2 separate regions of the Ovis aries genome follow, and region 1 is linked to region 2. A link is a contact called in public Hi-C data. All regions are on one chromosome and are shown on one strand. The core of a region is the stretch at or near the end of the contact, and the rest is flanking DNA. Distances in the headings are between cores, read along the strand shown. Region 1 has its middle 190 kb from the start of CAND1. Region 2 holds the start of DYRK2 (dual specificity tyrosine phosphorylation regulated kinase 2).

The links. Hi-C and Micro-C count contacts between places; a contact is called where the count stands out from the background.
Region 1: a Hi-C map of tail adipose tissue shows a contact between it and region 2, with 2.1 times the contacts expected there. The contact joins the enhancer-like site here to the promoter of DYRK2 in region 2. A contact is called at or near these places in 2 of 16 Hi-C or Micro-C datasets (hypothalamus and tail adipose tissue).

What each region holds. Positions count from the first base shown.
Region 1 is chr3:152,488,958-152,492,816 of ARS-UI_Ramb_v3.0, forward strand. No RefSeq gene overlaps it. Among named protein-coding and RNA genes, the nearest start is that of CAND1, 190 kb to the right of the region's middle. Within about 2 kb of position 1,419, at least 12 of the 54 cell types and tissues checked have an H3K27ac peak or open chromatin away from gene starts, as enhancers often do. A contact at or near this core is called in tail adipose tissue, where this site is marked.
Region 2 is chr3:152,298,162-152,302,193 of ARS-UI_Ramb_v3.0, forward strand. DYRK2 (dual specificity tyrosine phosphorylation regulated kinase 2) reads right to left here and starts at 2,182. Exons shown (of 2, transcript XM_027967475.2): 1 at 1,739-2,182.

The DNA.
Region 1 (3,859 bases), core at 169-2,668, 190 kb after region 2:
TGACTCAATGGACGTGAGTCTGAGTGAACTTCGGGAGTTGGTGATGGACAGGGAGGCCTGACTTGCTGTGATTCATGGGGTTGCAAAGAGTCAGACATGACTGAGCGACTGAGCAACTGAACTAAACTGAACTGAATGAATTGGCTGAGCCCATGGACAAAGTCCAGAGAAGGCAATGGCACCCCACTCCAGTACTCTTGCCTGGAAAATCCCATGGATGGAGGAGCCTGGTACACTGCAGTCCATGGGGTCGCTAAGAGTGGGACAATACTGAGCGACTTGACTTTTACTTTTCACTTTCATGCATTGGAGAAGGAAATGGCAACCACTCCAGTGTTCTTGCCCAAAGAATCTCAGGGACGGCTGAGCCTGGTGGGCTGCCATCTGTGGGGTCGCACAGAGTCGGACACAACTGAAGCAGCTTAGCAGCAGCAGAGTGAACAAAGTCAGACTTCCTGGGTTCAAATGTTTCTACCCTGTTCTAACACTATGACCTTGGGTCAGTAAACTAACCGCTCTGTGACTGAGAGAGCTAATGACTTTCTCTAGTGCACAGAATTATTTTGAGTCAATGTACAAAATTATTGGGATAACACATTGAGTCAATGTACACAAAACTTTGAGAACAAGGTGTTTTGCAAAGTGTGCCCCACCTATGTGTAAGCTGTTATCATCGAAGTTAGTCTCTTCCAACAATTAAGTTTGAGATTACTTTCTTGGTCATCATCTTGATGGAAGAGGAGAGAGAAATGATGTAACACTGGGCGCCTGAACCACTGAGCTTGAGTCCCAGAGGAAGAAGAAGAAAAAGAAGGTTTAAGCCCAAAAGGCATTCTTTGCCTATTTCTCAACTTTGTCCAAGACAAGCCAGGATCAGCAGAGCCCAGGGGAGGAATACATAAAGGGGACTGAAGCCGAAAGCCAGGTAACAACATGGAAAGACTGTCATCAGACATTTGGCCAAGGAGGCAGCCACCCAGGTGAAGTACTATGAGTTCTTAGGAGTTAGGCCAACACTCACTGTTTGCAATGATGTTGATTTTTCACTTATCAGTGGGTAAATGCCACAATTATGCTGGATTTTCCCCAAACTGGAAAGGGAAAGAGAAAAACAAACAAACAAAAAAACCCCTCAGACCAACTTGCATTTCCTGAGGGCTATGCAGGAAGTTAGAGCTAGAAGTTAGAAGCCTGTTTGGAGCAGGGGCAGTGAGCAAACACAGATTTTTCTGATACATTCAGCATTAGGATGTCAAGTTCCTGACCCTAATCAACCAAGGTCATGAACAAACTAGTCCTTTAAACATTTTATGAAAGAAACTGCTGTGCATTTTTCTCCCTGGACTCTCTCCTTTAGAATACAAATGAAGCCTGGCCCTCCCAAGCTAATGCTCCAGGCTAGTTTAGCACAGAGCTGACTTCTTGGTGATCTGCTGCCTCCATCAGGATCAGGGTAGAATCTGTTTCAATACATTACAATTTGTTCAGTCCTGAGAGGATGCAGTGACTTCCGGGCCAACGTTGAGCAGAGGGGTCTATTGGAGATGAGCATGTTATTTGCGTACAAATTTTAATAACTTAAACTTTTATCAAAATAAAGATGCAAAGGAAAAATAGGAAAAGAGCTCCCCATTTGGGGTGAGTAGCTATTAGATCCACTACCAGGTCTGCCACATGTACTGTGTGATTTGGGGAAAGTCTCTGAACCCCTGAGCTCACTGGTCTCCTCTGTAAAGTGCTGACAGCCCCATAGGCTGATTATAGCCCCACTGTGATCTGTTCCTGACTCCTGAGTCAGTTCTAGCCACTTCCTGCTGCTACAGTCCTCTCTAGTTATACTGATCTCCTCAGGGCTCCTCCTTCCTCTGGCTCTTACTCAAATTTGAGTAAGAACCTAAAAGGATCTGCCTTAAAAAATCCCCCATCCCCTCCCCGTTTTCCAGGCTGACAGCAATTCATCCTAAACATACATGCTGAATGCTTCCCTATCAATAGGACATCCCCATCAATGTCATTCCTCCAGGAAGTCTTCTTTGTCACCATCTCCCCCAGTTAACGTCTAGATTCTCTGTCCTCCTGTGAGCCCAAAGGGCTTGTGTGTGTCCCATCAGAGAACTTACAACAAACCATCGTATTGATTTTCCAGATCATCCCCCTGGACTGTGAGCTCTTTGTAAGCAGAGATCATGTCTTTCTAAAGTCTTGGCATCTCCGGGGCTTAGTGCAAGGCCAGACACATGACGTATCCAATGTCTGTTTGCAAAGTGAACCTTAACCCTAACTGGTAAATGTTCTTTTGCCATTTTTCTGGTCCTCCAATGACAGTTACTGCAGGAGAACTCAGCAGTATTGGTACCTGCTCCAGAATATTTCTCTAAGTTGCTGTGCCTAACACCTTCTGTTATCTTCATGGCCAGATCACCCCACTTTAGCCCAGACTCCACCTTTCCCTTGAGGTGGATACTGCTGACTTTCATTTTAAACACCATCTGCTCCACACCTAGACACATCAGCCAGGATCCCAAACAAGGCTGCTATCTGGCTTCCTCCTGCCCTGGTCATCCAGCAGCCTCTCAGTCCTCTTTCTGCCAAATCCCATTTGATGGGCTACACAAGATTCACTCTGACTTACTATCTTTTTGAAATCATGCAACCAAGCCACAATCTTCTTGATCTTTAGTAAAGAAAGATCTAACCCAAGCATCCTCCTTCCCTCTCACACAGGTCAGATTCCCTAAGAAAATATTGGAAGGAGAGATTGAATTTACATCCTTTCTTCTCCTAGAACTTGCTGAGCATCATGTTTTCCTTCCTACTCTGCCATTGCCCCGGCCCCTCCCGCACTGATCACCATCAGGAACTCCCAGGCACCCCCTTCAGTGGGTACCTCTCCCTTCTGGTGAGCTCAGAAAAGAGGTTGATGGGCTGAGCACACTTCAATCAAGTGCCTGAAACATTCATTGTGTCACCGCAGAGGAGTAGAGGGGTATCAGTCTTGTCTGAACAACTGGAGTAATTTAAGAAACCAACAATACATTCTGCTTTACAAAACTTAAATCCTTATACCGTATATGAGTTTTCCCATGGTATAAGAGAGAAATATCCAAAATGACAGACTCTTCTCATGGGGTTTCCATCATGGACACAGGCCTATTCCCAAAGAAACTGTCATGTCTCCAAATGCCTTATTCTCCCTACTCCACACAGCAGTGACATCTAGCTTTGAATCTAGTTTATTACCCAAAAGATCTGGTCTTGACCCAGAAGTCATCACCTTTTGCATGGTTCCTTTCCCTAAGTCTGAGTCATTCCGCCTAAGGAAACTCAGTGGAGCTTTGTCCAGAAACTAGCAATAGGGAACCCCTGATTCCTCAGGGAACTCTGGTCCCCAGAATAGAAGAGTGATTATAAGCTCTGGAGCCAGGTGATTAGGGCTTGCACATGGCTCCAGTTTTCCCACTTGTGTGATCCTCATTATATATCTTACGCTGTCTGGACCTCAGACATCCTTATCTGTGTTACGGTAATAATAATAATGAGCCTTTCCAAGTAATGGGGTTTTGAAGAGTTAAACACACACAGAAAAAGCTTAGCAAAGAAGAATTGCTCAGTAAATTTTAGTTATAGCTCTATATGGTTTCCCACCAGACTCGACAATTCTGTTACTTTTTCTGTTTATCTAGCAAGTAATTGTTTATGAAGACATGTACACGTTTGCAGACAGTTTCTGAGAACAAATACGAATTTCCAGAGGTCATACAATCTGGGAATCTTTCTGAATGACTCATGAGGAAGTGGAGTCTGCACAGAAAGCTAACTCCTTATGAACTTTCAATTTACAGATTTCCATTAGTTACAA
Region 2 (4,032 bases), core at 932-3,431:
TAGAAATGGCCTTTTCTAAAAGAACTTAACTTTCACTTGGCAAACAAAGCCATATCCCTAGCAAGTGCCCCTCATTTAGCACCATCTTAGGCGTTTCCTCTGAAAGATCCAGAGGAATATGTAAACAAGACCCTGGAAACCATCACCTCCTCCGGTGCACAGCTCTGCTAGGCTGTCAGCCACCATCCAAGGGCTCTCTCTGGCACTGAGAAAAGAGGTACACGCTGAAGTCAAGTCCAGCTTGCCGATCTCTGCAGCCACGGGTCTGGTGCTGGGCTCTCACCTCCCTCTTGGCCCTTTCAAGTGCCCTGCCCTTCCCACCTCCCTGGGAAGCAAAGCTGGCCTTTTCCTTCTGAATACCCAACTGCAGAAACCTACAGGGGTGGCTTGTTTTGACTGCAGCTGCGGCTCTTATTTTTGTTAATGTTAATTACAATTTCTGCTATGCTCAAACCTGTAGCACTCATAAAACATGCTTCCACACGCGGGGGACAACTGGCGGTGCTCCCTGCTGGCTGAGGCCAGGCCTGCGAGGCTCTTTGGGGGATCTATTTTCCGGGCAGGACAGCCAGGCTGACCCTAACACAGATCTATTTCTATAAATATCCACTACCCAACTTGGTGGCGGAGGGGGAGGGATGTTTATCGGGTCTGGGAAAGGAGCTCAAGGAAGCAAGGACCGGGGAAAAAAAAGAGGGGAAAGAGAGCCGGAGGAAGTTCGAAGCAAGAGGAGCGCAGGGGTGGGCGGGCTCCGGAGGGGAAGTGAGGGGCCCGTGCCACGAATCCTCCTTTGTGGCTGCAGCTTTAGGCTCGCCCAAGTTCCAGAGGGCGGCGTCCCGGAAAGGCCACTGGCCAGGGCCGTGGAGACACTCGCACTTCGACCTCTCTCCCCTCTCCCGGCTGCAGAAGCTCCCAAGTCCGGGTGCTGGTGCCCCGGGCCCCTCTCCCGCCCCTCGTCCCCATCCCAGCCGCCCACGGGCTGGGTCTCACCGTGTGGGCTGCGGTGGCAGCGTTGCTGGCTCGGAGAGGCGGCAGGGCGATGGGGGAGGGCGGGCCGGTCCCCACTCCGCTCCGGGGGGCCCCCGCACCAAGCCCCGGGGAAGCCTGAAGCTGGCGGACGGCGCTGTCCCCTCCTCGGCCTGGCAGCCACGCGCGGGAGGAGACAAAAGAGGGTCAAGGGGGAGAAAGTCACTGGGACCCCGTGGCCCCGCCCCGCCCCACCCCACCCCTCCAGGCTGCGGAGCCCGCTCTCCCCCGGGGCCGAGCCAGGGACCTTGAGTGCGAGCGCCCCAGGAGCGGCGGGAGGCCTGGGACGCAGAAACCCGGCGCGCCCACGGGCGGGGCTCCGGCGGCTGCAAAGTTAAGTAGGGCTCCCCGCGCGCGAGCGAGTTCGCGACCCCGCCAGGGAGCCGGGCTGAGCCGGGCCGGCGGTCCACTCTGCGGGCGTCCGTAGGCCCGGAGCGGGACTGGACTGCCGACCCGGGCGCCGCCGCATCGCCGAGCCCCAGACTGGGGAGGTCAGGAACGGCTCCAGTCCAGCCGGAGGGCTCCGCTCCGAGGAGCCTCGGGGCCCGCGTGTTAACAATGAGCTGAGGCGAGGGCGCGCCGTCCACCCGGGGAACCCCGCGCCGCCCAGTCACGGCGCAGACTTTGTTCGAGGTCCTGCTGGCAGCGGGCGCCGGCGCCACGAGGGCTGGCCCGGGGGCCGGCGGGGGCAGCGGGGCCCGGGCCTCCTTACCGGTCGGGTAGGCGGCGGGAGCGGCGGCCGAAGGTTTCCTGGTTAACATGGCCGCTGGAGAAGAAAATGCATCTCAAGGCTGCCGTCTCCGCCGCCGCCGCCGCCCGTCCTGCTGCTACTTCTCGCGGCCGCCACCGCGGCCGCCCCCTGGTTGCCCCTTTGGCGGATCTCCGGCGCCTCCTCGCCGCCTCGCGTCAGCTACAGTCAGACACACACAGTCCGCTGCATCCCCTCGGCCCGGGCCCGCCGCCGCGAGCCCCCCGCTCTCCTCGCCGCCGCCGCCGTCCTCCTCTTCCTCGGGCGGCCTCAGCACCCTCCGGCCCGTGCACATGCCTCGCCCTCCCCGGCGCGCCGCGGGCCTCCCCGATTCCCTCGCATAGGGCGCGGGGGAGCGGCGGGCTGCGCCGCCTGGGCCGACTCGCTCGGGAGCCTCCTCCCGGGCCCGCGCAGGCGCGCCCCCGCGCACACTCGCCGGGAGCCCGCGCGCCGCACGGCCCAGGAGGGCAGCCCCGCCCCCGCTCCCTCCGCCGCCGGGCAGGCCCCGCCCCCGGGCTCCCCCACCGCCGCCGCCGCGCCACTCGCTCCCGCGTCCACCCCTCCCCCACCCAGCCGCCCACCGAAGTCCCTCCCCGCTCGCCCCCGCCCCCAGTCTTCGGCGTAGACACCCCTCCACTCCCCGGAAAACTCCGCAGCCTCCGCTCGCCCTTCGCCTCCCCCTCCGGCCATCTGCATTGCTCCCCTCGGCGCCTCAGCTAACGACCTTCTGCCCTCCCCGGCCTCGTCCTCTCCCCGCCCAGCGCAACCCACCACCGCTTCCCTCCCACCGAAATCACTGCAGAAAACCCCCCTCCCCTTCCGAGCGCTTTCCCCAAACACGTATGCATTTTCAGCTTGCCGAACCTAATGGCTGCTCGCAGACAATACTGCCCGCCCCCCTCCCCGCCTTCCGGGTCCCAGTGGCTTAACCACCCCATCGCCCCATCTGATCGTGAAAATAACTTAGTTGTGCGAGGGTCACCTGGCTAAGGTAAGTCTAGCCCCTCTGGAGAGCCGAGCCTTAGCCTGGTGACCCAGAACGTGGGCCAAGGAGGGGGCTGCCCTCCCGCTTCCACCTCCACCTCCACCGCACATACTCCCTCCCGGGTTTACTGACACCAAATGACCGCTCTCCAGTCGCTAGGACGAGGGGAGGCAGCGAGGCGCGTGTGGACGGCTGCCGGGGAAGCAGCTGGCTGTGGGTTGCTAGGCAAAAATAAACATCAGAGACACCTCCCATTTCCTTAACAACTCCGAGCCTTTCCCTGCTCGGCCACTGGGAGAGACACACCTTCCCAAACGATACCTTCAGTTCCTCTCCTCCAGAGACACAAAGTCTCTTTCCCTTTCCCATCCAAGACACGTGGAGAATTTCCCTTTTTATTTTGCCATATACAGCCTCTCTTTCCCTTGCAGACGGGAAAACTGCTTGCCCTTCTCACACCCGCCTCGTGTCGTCTGTGGCACAGGTCTTTGTGCAAAGGTCACAGGTTTTGTTACTTCAGCGGGAGGGGAGACGGGAAGCGGGAAGCTTGTCTTGCGCTTTCTTCCTAAGATATGCCTGGTTTCTGAAGTTCTCCTGGGGGCCTGGGTCCGTTAAGTCTGTCCTGGGACTCTGCGGCCGCTGGCCAGATCAAGTGTGCAGGCCTGAGCTAGTGCAGATTCAAATCAGAATGGGGACCCATTCCCTCTACTGTTTGCAAATTGTCATAGCAACCTGTCAGCAACATCACTCTCAGCTTTATGCAAATGCCCCCAAATGGGTGTTTCAAAGTTACAGTGTGACCCTCTCAGAGTCTTCAGGGATCCCACAGGAGGCAGCAAGGATTGAGGGCACTGGCAGAGAGAACAGGTGGCAAAGCATAAAATTGTGACTGGTAATATGTACCTCAAACGGGTCCTCTCTGTGCCTTCTCTTAATAAACCAGAACCACACTGAAACAGTCAACCCAATAATAAGCCTTTACAAAGGAAGATCTGGTCCTGATCTGGTCCCAGAAGAGCATAGTCCCCTTTGCTTGTCATCACAGGCTATCACACTCAGATTTGCCTGGGGAAACATATTCAGTATTCTCAATGAAAAGGGATTCCTTAGTAGCAGAGTTGAAGCTAGAACTCATTTTCTGAGTCCCTCTAATCTAACCCTGTGCTGTGTTACACTACCTTGGCTTTTTAAGAAACCTCACACCTCTTTTCCTTCCTTCCCTTTCAAAATAATTATTTTCATACTTTTTCCTTTTCTTAGTGAGCCTTCCATA